Regions from separate parts of the Mus musculus genome. Here regions 1 and 2 are each linked to region 3. Evidence: chromatin contacts called from public HiChIP or PLAC-seq data. All regions are on one chromosome and are shown on one strand. The core of a region is the stretch at or near the end of the contact, and the rest is flanking DNA. Distances in the headings are between cores, read along the strand shown.

Region 1 (3,509 bases), core at 45-2,544, 370 kb before region 3:
TGAGACTGTCTTCTGGCTTCCCTACACATGCCTCAACACACACACACAAATGGCTAACAATTTTAGTCTTTGTTTTTGGTTTTTTTTCCCCCCAAGAGATGGTGTTTCTCTGTGTGGCCCTGCTGTTGTGGAACTTGCTCTGTAGACCAGGCTGGCCTGGAACTCAGAGATCCACCTGCCTCTGTCTACCAAATGCTGGGATTGAAAGCGTGTGCTACCATCACTACCACCACCACCCCCGGCTAGGTAGGACCAATCTAAAATGAGGCAGAGCTGCGTAAGCTCTAAACCTCAGTGTGGCTTGGCATCATTCTGACTTCACTTTACAGAAAGGGAAATCAAGGCAGAGTCTGCCTATCACCCTGTCCCTGGCATTCTTTCTCACCAGAGTCCCCTCCCTATCCCCCTATAGCTGCTCATCCTCCCTAGCACTCAGGGACTCCCAGAAAAATGGCAAGTGACTTGTCATCCACAATGACAGTGACTCCTGCCTCACTCCCCACAGGTCCTAGAGTCCGGCTTTTCAAATATGCCTCTGCTTACTCTGCATGGCATATAGTATCATAGTGTTATCATAATCATATCATTCTATCCATGCTGCCGTGCGCCTGCTCTATGGCTGCCAGCCTCCTAAGTGGCTGTACCACTACCCAGAGCTGCCCAGGCGAAGCCCTGGGGGTCCCAAGGAGTCCTTTGAGGGCTTAGTTTTCTTTCCTAGCAGTGCCCAGCTAGACAGACATATCTGTTAATATCTAAACTGTAGACTGGAGAAGATTCCAGAACCACATGGGATGCGAAGGCCTAGCCTCCATTAAATCATCCCCTGGGACCACCTCTTCTGCTTAAGCAGAAAAAGACATGCTTTCTTCCCCACTAAGGCACACTGGGTGGGGTCAGCCTTGGATCTGTGCCCCCCCCCAAGCCTCCCAGGGACCACAGTAGTCACCGACAGACTGCCCATAGCCTAAGTGTGAGCTGTGCCCCACCTGCCAATAGCACGTCCAGGACTCTGTAGTCGCGAACTCTTCTCATGCCCACCCATAGCAACCCTATCTTCTCACCAGTACGAGCCACTGAAAGACAACAGCATGAAAAGAGACACCGCTACCGTGCCACAGCAACTTCCTGCTTTGAAAACATCTGTCTCCCTTGAATGGTTCCTGTTTGGTTTCTAGTAACCTCCTACCACCCGCCACGAAGCCCCTTCACAGCGCAAGACAAACACTGTAGGATTCTGCAAAGATCCCAGGAGCCAATCTCCACTCACCCTTCTTCCAAGACCAGTCTGCATCTCCCCCAGGGCTGAACTCATGCAAGAACAAAACCCAACTTCCTCTTTCTAATTTTTGCAATATTGGTCACAAAACAGTGGCACATTTGCATTTCCGTAGCGATGACGCAACGTGAGAGGAGGTTGGTCTGCTGGTCCTGAAGGGCCTGGTCTGCTTGTGGTGGGATGACTTCGAAAGCGTAATCCTTTTACTCGACCTGGCTCAGCCCTACCAGGTTCTGCAGTAGCAGCCAGGGCTGAGCTTAGGTTTAACAAGTCACTGAGTAAAGACACCTCCTGCATCTGGTTTGGTGGGCTCCTCTGAGCAGACCTGAGATTGATGTTGTCTATGGGGAAGAGGATCCATCAGGGGACAGGTGACCCAGGCCAGACAGACCTTGGTGACTACAGAAAGTTGGAAGAAACATACCCCACCAGTGACATTGTTTCACGGTGACTCCAAGAGACCTGAGGGAACTTCTGGTTATCTGGCTGATGAGGACTGCCCCAGCAGGGCTAAGCTCTGCCTCTTCCAGGCAGCCCTCAGGGGAAAGTCCCCTCATTATCTCAGGAAGTCAATAAATAATGGGGCAGGGGGTTAGCCTAACATGCATATAGGCTGCAAATTTGACTCCATTTCAGTAATGTCTTCTTAATCTATCCTAAATTTTGTGTTTGTTTTAGGTTTTGTTGAGACAGTCTCACCAAGTAGTCCAGGATGGCCTTGGATTCTCTGTGTTGTCCAAACTCATTTGAATTTACACTGTTTCAGTCTTTCAAATGCTGGGATCGCTACTGTGCACCATTGCATCAACTAATCTTGAATTCTCTCTCTCTCTCTCTCTCTCTCTCTCTCTCTCTCTCTCTCTCTGTGTGTGTGTGTGTGTGTGTGTGTGTGTGCGTGCATGCATATGGAGGCCAAAAGTCAAAGCTAAATGTCTTCTTCAGTTGCAGTCCACATTATTATTATTATTGTTGTTGTTGTTGTTACTGTTATTATTGTTGTTATTTTGGCATTTATTGCTATTCACCCTGGGATTAATCAACATGACTAGCTTGGCTGGCCAGCGATCTGCCAGGGACCCTTCTGTCTCTGCCTCCATCAGCCTTTTCCCATGAGTGCTGGGGATTGCACTCACTTCCTCATGCTTGGACTGAACCATCTGCTCAATCCTCTAAATGCTTGTTTTAACTAGTTAACATTTTCTGTGTATATGTATGTATATGTATGTGCACATGCACGCATGAGTGTATATGTATATGATGGAACTGCTCAAGGTTCTCGATTCTTCTTCCATAAAATGGAGAGGTGTGTATGTTAGAGGCATTGTAAAGAATGAGGTCTAGCCTAGGCAAGTCCTTAAAGAATCTTAGTCCCTGCCTGAATCTCCACTGCTGAGCTGTCTGTGCCTGGCCCAGAGCCTTTTGCTTCACTCCCTGAAGGGCCGTGTCCCCTGAGGAAAGTCCGTGTCCCCCGAGGAAGGGCCGTGTCCCCTGAGGAGGCAGCCTCCGGCCACCCAGATGCTTTCAGCTCTGTCCAGGAAGCACAGCACCTGTGGCCCAGCACAGTGCAATTGTCCCTCTGCTGGCACATCCTGAGCCTGGAGGCCAGCCGTGGGATCACATCAGGACTGGGACCCAGGCCAACCAGGAACACAGGATCAGTTGAGGACGTGAAGACGAACTCTAGCCTGACAGGCCAGGTGGGAAGAATGGAGAGAAGAGTTTCAGAGCAGGTGGGAAAGAAAGAGGAGGAAGAGTTCCTCTGGCTTAAAAGCAAATCAAAGGGCTGGGCTTGGTGGTGCAGGCTTTTAATCCCCGCACTCAGCACTCAGAGTGTTGAAGCAGACCAATCTCTGTAAACTCAAACCAGACTGGCCTACATAACCAGTTCCAAGCCAGCCAAGGCCACATAATGAGACTCCATTTCAAAAAGAAAGAAAGAGAGAGAGAGAGAGAGAAACAAAGAAAGAAAAAAGAAAAGGGAAAAGGGAAAAAGAAAAATTCCAGAACTGAAGCCTAATGTCCTCTTGTTCTTGAGTGGGGAGAAGCAATGCCTCTACTTTGGATGACACCCTTTAAAAGAACCCCCACAGTGGTCCAGTGATGACTACATCCTGATCAACTCTTTTTTTTTAATTTATTTTATGTATATGAGTATACTGTCGCTGTCTTCAGACACAGAAGAAAAGGGCACTGGATCCCATTACAGATGGTTGTGAGCCACCATGTGGTTGCT
Region 2 (3,947 bases), core at 1,352-3,851, 430 kb before region 3:
AAGATGACTGAGTTATTTGTACACAGACACTCTAACCGCAGGAGCCCTGGACACCAGCAGCGAGGACAACATGTGGTCCTAATCCCGAGTATGTAAGGCCCGTAGCCTGGCTTTGTGCCCTCAGGGAAGTCATCTGTTCTCTCTGAGCCCATCTTCCTATGCCCCTGAAACCATGGGCCATCCAGGCTGGGGTCCAGACCATAGACTGTGTTCTCTTTCCGTGGCAGAACAGAGGCTACTCCAGCCAAGGCAAATGTATCTCTGAATCTTCTGGGGGTGCATAAGGCAAGGGGAGAGGAGCGCCATGCTGATTCACACCGGCTAGCACTGGGCCTCAGTTGCTCTTATGTAGTAATGGGCACAGCAGGCTACAGGGATGAAGCTGAGAACACCCTTCAAAAGGCCCACCTGCACTTATTCACTGAGCCTCTCTTCTTGTACTTTTCAAGGTCCCTTCTGGGGTTAGCAGGAGGTGGCCTCCAGCCACTGGAACCCTGTGTTCCTGGAAAACCTCCCAGACTAAGGAGTTCAGGAGCTGCCCTGGGAGCAGAGCCAAACCCTCTATCCAGTCTAGATAGGAGACCCGGGCTGAGTGAGGGGTGGGGGGAAAGATGACAACACACTTAGTCCTGCCCGGAGTCCTACCCACAGGAGAACACAGACCACCAGAATGTTCAGTAATGGGCCCATTCTACAGACTGTGGGAACTACACATCCCCATTTTTTTTAATCTCTCAATTATCTTCTGACAACACCAAACTATCTCCACACAGCTTCAGGCCTTCTTTTCCCTTCCCTTCCTGGCCTGTTAAACAGGCTAAGGAAGCCCCACAGACTCTTCTAATCAAGAGGCTCTCCTATACTCTGGGAATCCTGTCCACAGCCTTGGGGCAGGAATACCGCACTCACCTAGCATCTCCTAAGGGAACTGAGACACTGGGGTAGGGACTCATCCCTAGTAAGAGAGGACTACAACCAGAACTACAACAAGGAGCCTGGGACATGCTTAGAAACTGGGTGCCAAGGACACACTGTGAGGATGTGGATTCCTCCTGATGCCAGGTAGGGCAAGGGACAACTGAGACACTGGACTCTCAGACTTTCTCCAGAGATTCCGATGCAAATAGCCTTTTGTTTGCAAATTAAGCAGGGCCCCAAGGCCACCCCAAGGGATAACCTTAGGCAAGGCCATCCACTTCTAGCTGGTGACACCTACTCCTCCAGACTACTATGCAGAAGGTACTCACAAGCATGTCCCCCCTTCCCCCCAGCAGTACCAGGCCCAGAGTTAGCCTCTTCTAACACAAAGGCGCTCCTGTGGAGTAACAATTAGAAAGCTAAAACTAGCCACACCTGTGGGGCCAGCAATGGGCTGGCACGATGGGATGGTATCAAACGGATCAAACCCACTAAAGGTTTCTCAACCTGGGGGTCAGTCGACCCTTTCACAGGGATCTCCTAAGACCGTTAGAAAACACAGTTATTTGCAATAGGATTCATAACTAGCAGGATTACAGTTATGAAGCAGCAATGGAAATAAATTTATGGTTGGGGGTTACCACAGCACGAGGAACCGTATTAAAGGGTCGCAGCATTATGACGGTTGAGAAGCACTGCTCTAGGGTGAGGGCAATGTGCCTACAGATCCTCAGCTTCCTCCAGTGCAATGCAGCTAAGCCCTCCACAGAGGCAGGAAACCTCCTGGATGCGCAGGACTGAGCTCTTGGGAGGAATGTGGTTTTGGTGGTGTTTCTAAGAGTTAGCAAAGCTGACATCAGCATCGCTTCTCGCCCTTTTGGCTAAGATCAAGTGTAGAACCCTCTTCGGCACACTTAACAACCATTTTCCCTCCTCCCGGAGACCTCTGACCTTTGACAGCCTAGATGCAGCCCGGGTCCTGGTTGCTGGATAACCTCCCATCTCCTCTATCACAGGCTCACTTTCCCTTTGGTAAAGTGTGGCTGGAGTAATCAACAAAGATGATAACAACTCTCTGCAACCCAGAAGACATTTCCATGACTCCCTCCAACCCCGGGCCGCACACCCCGCCAGGTGAAGCCGGCTCCGACTTCCGCAGGCACCTGGGACTGCGCGGGGCGACCGTCGCCGAATCCGTGCAAACGCTAAGAGGTGCCCGCCGCCTGGTTTCGGGCCGCTCGCCGCCCCGTTTCGGCTCAGTTGGGGTCGCCCGCTGGATCGGCGGGAAGTCAAGAAGAAAGTTCGTTCTCGAGAAGGCCCTGGCAGTGCGATGCACGCCCCCTTCCTGGACAGGGTCCCCAGCACAGCAGCCCCTCGCCCCTCTACTTCTCCGTCGGTGAAGAGGGCACTGAGAACTGCGGCCCTAGCCCTCACCTGTCTGGTTCACTGGGACAGGCGTTGTGTTCCCAGCACGCCACCGCGGCCTCGCTCGGCCCCGAAGGGTCGCAGACGTTCGGCGCATCCTGAGCGCTCCGCAGTGTTCTGTGGAGCTTGCGGAGGTGGGGGCGGGACTTAATTGAGGGGCGGGTCGTTGGAAGGCGTGGCTGTCTCTAGCCACACCCAGGTCGCGCCCTCCAAGACGCTAGAGTTGAACTTTAGTCCGGTCCCGCCAACCCCTTGCACTGGGTGGCAGAAGTGGGATTGGACACCTGGAGGGGCAGAGAATGGGGAGCCTCCAGGCTGATCGCCTCGAAGTAAGCCTTTGAGCTAGAGCCGTCTTTCTGCACACCCTTCCTCTCCCGACTCACCTTTGGACTCTAGGGCCAGGCAGGTGACCTTGGAGAGTGACAGCCTCCTCATTCTCTTCTGGAGTCAGGGTTGGTAGCACCCCCTAATGTCTCCTTTTCACTTGAACTTGCGAGTCACGCGTGATGTGACTTTCTTTAATGTCCTAAAGTTGAAATCAAGCTTATGTCCGGTCTGCTGCATCGTGAAAGGCAGGTCCATCCACAGACCCCACTGTGATACCAACCCCTCTCCTACCCCACCCCCACCATACTCTGAGATATCAGAATTCCTGGCCACATAGCCAGAGATCCCTGTCTGCCAGTGGAGAGCAGCTGCCTGGAGGCTCAGGGATGGGACTTAGAGGGATTTAAAGTGTCCTTGATTTGTGGGTAGAAGCTGTGAAGGACGTGGGGGGGGGGAGGCACCTACCACCATCGTGTGGCTCAGTGCCGCCCCTCCCCCCTCCCCCTCCCCCTCCCCCTCCCCCAATGTTCAGCAGCGCTGACCAACAGTTATTTAGGGTGGGGATGTTTCCTAGGCTTACAGAACAAAGCACTACAGATAGAACTCCACAGAACCACAGATCCACGTTGTCTCATCATACAGGAGGTGGGGCCAGAGCTCTTCAAAGTCTCCAGGGAGCATCCTTTTTTTCTTTAGATTTATTTTACTTTTATGCATGAACGGTTGGCCTGCATGTATGTGTGCCTTCTGCATGCCAGTGGTTGGCTGTGTGTCACCATGTGGGTGCTGGAAACCAAACTCAGATCACATGCAAGAACAGCAGGTGCTCTTTACTGCTGAGCTATCCTTCCAGCTCTTGTTTTCTTGGTTCTTTAGTCTCTACTCAATAGAAAAAAAAAATGAGAATTTCACCCCCAAAACCTTTCACAATGACTCAAGCCCTAACATTCCATTGTCGATGGGTAAAAGGTTCAGATAAGAGCTGTACAGGGCGCCGGGGCGGTGGTGGCGCACGCCTTTAATCCCAGCATTTGGGAGGCAGAGGCAGAGGCAGGCAGATTTCTGAGTTTCAGGCCAGCCTGGTCTACAAAGTGAGTGCCAGGACAGCCAGGGCTACACAGAGAAACCCTGCCTCGAAAAAAACTCCCTCCCCCCCCCCCCAAAAAAAAAAGAGCTGTCCATGGGAAAGCACAAGGATTAACTTCCTGATGGTAGGTTAGAGGGGAGGAGAGGAGTTGGTTATATGCCTGGGATCTGACCACTTTGCAGTTCTACCA
Region 3 (3,742 bases), core at 940-3,439:
GTCTTGGCCAAAAATAAACTCAGCCACTGGTTCCATTTTCTATAGGTTAAAACAGTGGGAAGAACCAAAGAGCTTGCGTCCATACTTAAATGAGCCAAGGACTCCATTTCAAAGCATTGACAACTGGCCTTCCCCATTCCCAGGTCTCTGTCATGAGATGTAACGTGAGCTGCTGCTTCCAATCGTCATCTCTACAGTTTGCCTATCTTAACTCTGACTACTTGCATTTGCTGTCTTGTTTGGGGCTTTCTGCAGACTTGGCAAGCACTCTATCACTGAACTATATTCTCAGCCAATTTTACCTGACTTGCTCCTAAAAAAAAAAAAAAAAAAAAAAATTACTCTTGAATCCAAGTAGTATTTTGGCCACAGCCAACATCTTCCAGGATTCCTGGAACTGGCTCTGTAGACCAGGCTGGCCTCAAACTCGGAAGTCTGCCTGCCTCTGCCTCCTGAGTATTGGAAATTAAAGGTGTGCACCACCCAACCTTGACAGGTTTTTAGATTTGAGTTGGTTGGTTGGTTGGTTTTGTTTTTGTTGTTTTTTGGTTTTTTTTTTTTTTGTTTGTTTGTTTGTTTTTGAGACAGATTTCTCTGTGTAGCCCTGGCTGTCCTGGAACTCAATTTGTAGACCAGGCTGGCCTCGAACTCAGAAATCCACCTACCTCTGCCTCCCGGGTGCTGGGATTAAAGGCGTGCACTACCACGACCAGCGAAAGTTTTTTAATTACCTATTTTCTAGACGAACTGTTCCTTTACTTCCCAACAGTAGTTTATAGTGTTTCTCAATCCAATTTTTAAACAGCCTGGTCCAGTCTACACTACCTATGGGTACATAAGTTTCTTTCACTTTGTGCAGGGACCTTTGTTCTATTTCTGCACGCTGATCAGAGGATAAACATGAGGTGAACCAATTGGCAATTTAAAGAATGCAAAGCTTAAAAACTCCAAATATTTCTGGTTAATAAGGATACTCATAATTAAGAAAGCAAGAAGCACAGGCAAACACTGCATCTAATTTTCGACACCATAGGGCCTAGAACTGTTGAATAAAACACTCAACAGTTATCAAAATGTTCTAAAACTCGCCGAGATTTCTACTTCATTTAGGCCAAATCCGTTTTTTTGTTTTTGTTTTTCTGTCATTAATAAAATAGGCACTTATTTACCTAATTAACGCTGTCAATTTATCAAGGCCAAAACTTACTTTCACAGACTGGTGTCAACGTTCTCATTTGTTCTAGGCCGGATCCGAAGGGTACTAAGTAGATATGTAATGATACATAAGCAAAATTTTGAAATGAAAAGAACCATTGCAATGACATTCAATAAAGGGTTCAGATTATTGTCAGACCCTCTTCCCTTCTCTTGCCATTTACCACATGGTTAGTAGTCTCCAGGTTAATATGTACTGTTCCCAAAATAATTGTGGGAGTCACTTGTCAGAAGTTTCATATGTAGCATAAATTTTAGATGCCATCACAGCTGGGAATCTAACTCAGTTGGCAGTGTGTGGCTATGGTGCACAAATGGCCGGCTTATCCACCGCACCATATAAAAACAGGCGTGATGGAACATTTCTGTAACTCCCATTGTGGAGGCAGAAAGTTCTGCAGTTCAAGGTCATTCCTTAGCTGCTTAGGAGTTCCGGAGCCAGCAGGAGATACAAGAGACCCTGAGTCTAAACTAATTTTATATGGCGTCAAATGTCCAGATCTCAAATATACTCACATATATTTAATAATATTCACATATATTGACATATATTTAAGAATACTGGGGTTGGAGAGATGGCTCGGAGGTTAGGAGTACTGGCTGCTCTTCCAGAGGTCTCCAGTTCAACCCCAAGCTTTCACCATTCTGGCTTACAACGAATACATGCAGGCAGGAGACTGTGTACAAATAAACAAACCCTTTTAAAAAAGAGAGAGAGAGAGAGTACTGACATATGGACCCAGGACGAAAGGGTGTCTCTCGTTCATAGGCCAAGACTTAGAAGGCAAAAACTTTGCCACATTGAGTAGCCACTGACTTGCCGGGTTAGGGCTCTGGAGCGTCTTCTCCTTCCTTTGCAGGGACGCTCCCATCCTGCTCTGCAGTTATGCACGGACCAATCGCCACACGTGTTGTTTGTAGGTGTTGGATGGCACACGCTGATTGGGCGCCGCGGAGGGGTTGAGCCTGGCACTGTCAGTATTGCATCACCTCCAGACGCGGAACGTGGTCGCAGGCTGCAACCTGAGCGAGCTCTCCGGGTTCCCAGGTAAGCCGCACCCTCTTGTCCTTCTGGGCCGCAGAGTGAGGCCCGCCCGTGTAACAACCTCCAGACAGCACGAGGCGGTGAAAAAGGAGCACGCTGCTTCTCACTGTGAGTGAGCTGCGGGCACAAAGCTATTTCCAGAGAGCTTTCGTGGAGGGAGAGTAACATTGCAGAACTCAGAGCTGCCCGCAGATTCTGGCCTGACTCGTTGGGTGGAGGACTGAGATCCTTAGAAGTACCCCCTTCACTTAGTGGGACCTTGGTGGCTTATGAGCAGGGAGTTGTGAGAATGCAGCGTGACATAGTATCCGAGAGAAGATCGGAATCTGATTGAGGTCACTGCCAAGTTAGGTGTTTTAAAAGAACTAACCTAGGAGTCTTTCTGGAGTCTGGGCTTCTCCCAACTGTGCTGGGATTCGCGTGTACTTATCTCTCGGTACCAAGGTAGGTAGGTTATGCGCTGCACGCTTGTCCTGGGCTCACAGAATCTGCTAATGCAGTTTAAGCTCACTGTTGGCGGCCCTACAGAACAAACTATTGGGGTTTGGAGGTGTGAAGAGATAACTTATCCGGGTCTCCTATAGGCTTGGACTGAAGGTGGGCAGAGATTATACTCCAAGGTTTATATAAATCTATCCTGTCTGGACAGAAGATGAGGGGGTCGTTGTTGTCATTTTGGCTTGGGACGTGTGCGTGATGAATATGTGAGAGAATAACTTCGTTTTCAACCTCATGAATTTGTTCTCTTTTTTACTGTGTTAGAGAAATAAGCCGAAATCATTGAGAAACTCACAGAATGCAAACTAGTGTATCTGAGACTTGCTCTTTTGTTTCTCAGTGTATAGGTAGAAAGTATAGAGTTGGTCTTCTCTAACTACTAGTTCTGCATCTGGGCTTTCAACCAGCCAGTGCTCATGCTATGTGGTTAGGTCTGTAGTAGTGACATGTACTGTACGTGTACAAACGTAATGTCTTGGTCATTATTTCCTAAGCAATATAGTATAGCAATTGTGTATCTAGGATTTAAATGTATTAGGTAGGATAAGTAAAGATTAGTTAAAATACACCGGCAGATGCATGTAAATTATAGGCTAATACTATGTTTATAAGAGAATTAAGCATCCTTGTATTTGGGTGTTCCAACAGATCCTGAATCCAGTACCCCGTGGATGTGGAGGGGCGTTTCTGTTTGACTGGCTTGTGTTTTGTTGTTGTTGTTGTTGATGATGATGATGTCTTAGTCACTTGTTCCTCTGAAGAGACACCCAGAGTGACAATGAAATGCCATTTTTGTGGAACACAGTACACACATGGTACATGAAACATACATGCAGATAATACCTGTGCACATTAGAGAGATGAATAGTGGATCCCTTTAGCAGAGTTAAAAGAGACGTCAGGTGTAAAAAGTAAGATGATGATGTATGCCTCTCCCGTGGAGCCTAGCCTGGCTTCAAATTGTCCTCCTGCCTCAGCCTCCCA

Evidence for each region. HiChIP or PLAC-seq counts read pairs in DNA pulled down with a chosen protein or histone mark.
Region 1: an H3K4me3 HiChIP or PLAC-seq map of the 230-238 cell line shows a contact between it and region 3, with 17 read pairs. The contact joins the promoter of Fgd3 here to the promoter of Iars in region 3. A contact is called at or near these places in 3 of 39 promoter capture datasets (the 3T3-L1 cell line, the C10 cell line and neural stem cells), 2 of 115 datasets of contacts at active chromatin or transcription factors (the 230-238 cell line and memory CD8 T cells) and 1 of 9 other capture datasets (adipose tissue).
Region 2: an H3K27ac HiChIP or PLAC-seq map of embryonic stem cells shows a contact between it and region 3, with 2.0 times the contacts expected there. The contact joins the promoter of Susd3 here to the promoter of Iars in region 3. A contact is called at or near these places in 1 of 39 promoter capture datasets (cranial neural crest) and 1 of 115 datasets of contacts at active chromatin or transcription factors (embryonic stem cells).

Annotation. Positions count from the first base shown.
Region 1 is chr13:49,307,914-49,311,422 of GRCm38.p6, forward strand. Fgd3 (FYVE, RhoGEF and PH domain containing 3) reads right to left here and starts at 1,295. Exons shown (of 18, transcript NM_015759.2): 1 at 1,268-1,295.
Region 2 is chr13:49,245,693-49,249,639 of GRCm38.p6, forward strand. It overlaps Susd3 (sushi domain containing 3), which reads right to left and starts at 2,602. Exons shown (of 5, transcript NM_025491.4): 1 at 2,353-2,602. The coding sequence starts at 2,440.
Region 3 is chr13:49,679,941-49,683,682 of GRCm38.p6, forward strand. Iars (isoleucine-tRNA synthetase) reads left to right here and starts at 2,190. Exons shown (of 34, transcript NM_172015.3): 1 at 2,190-2,263.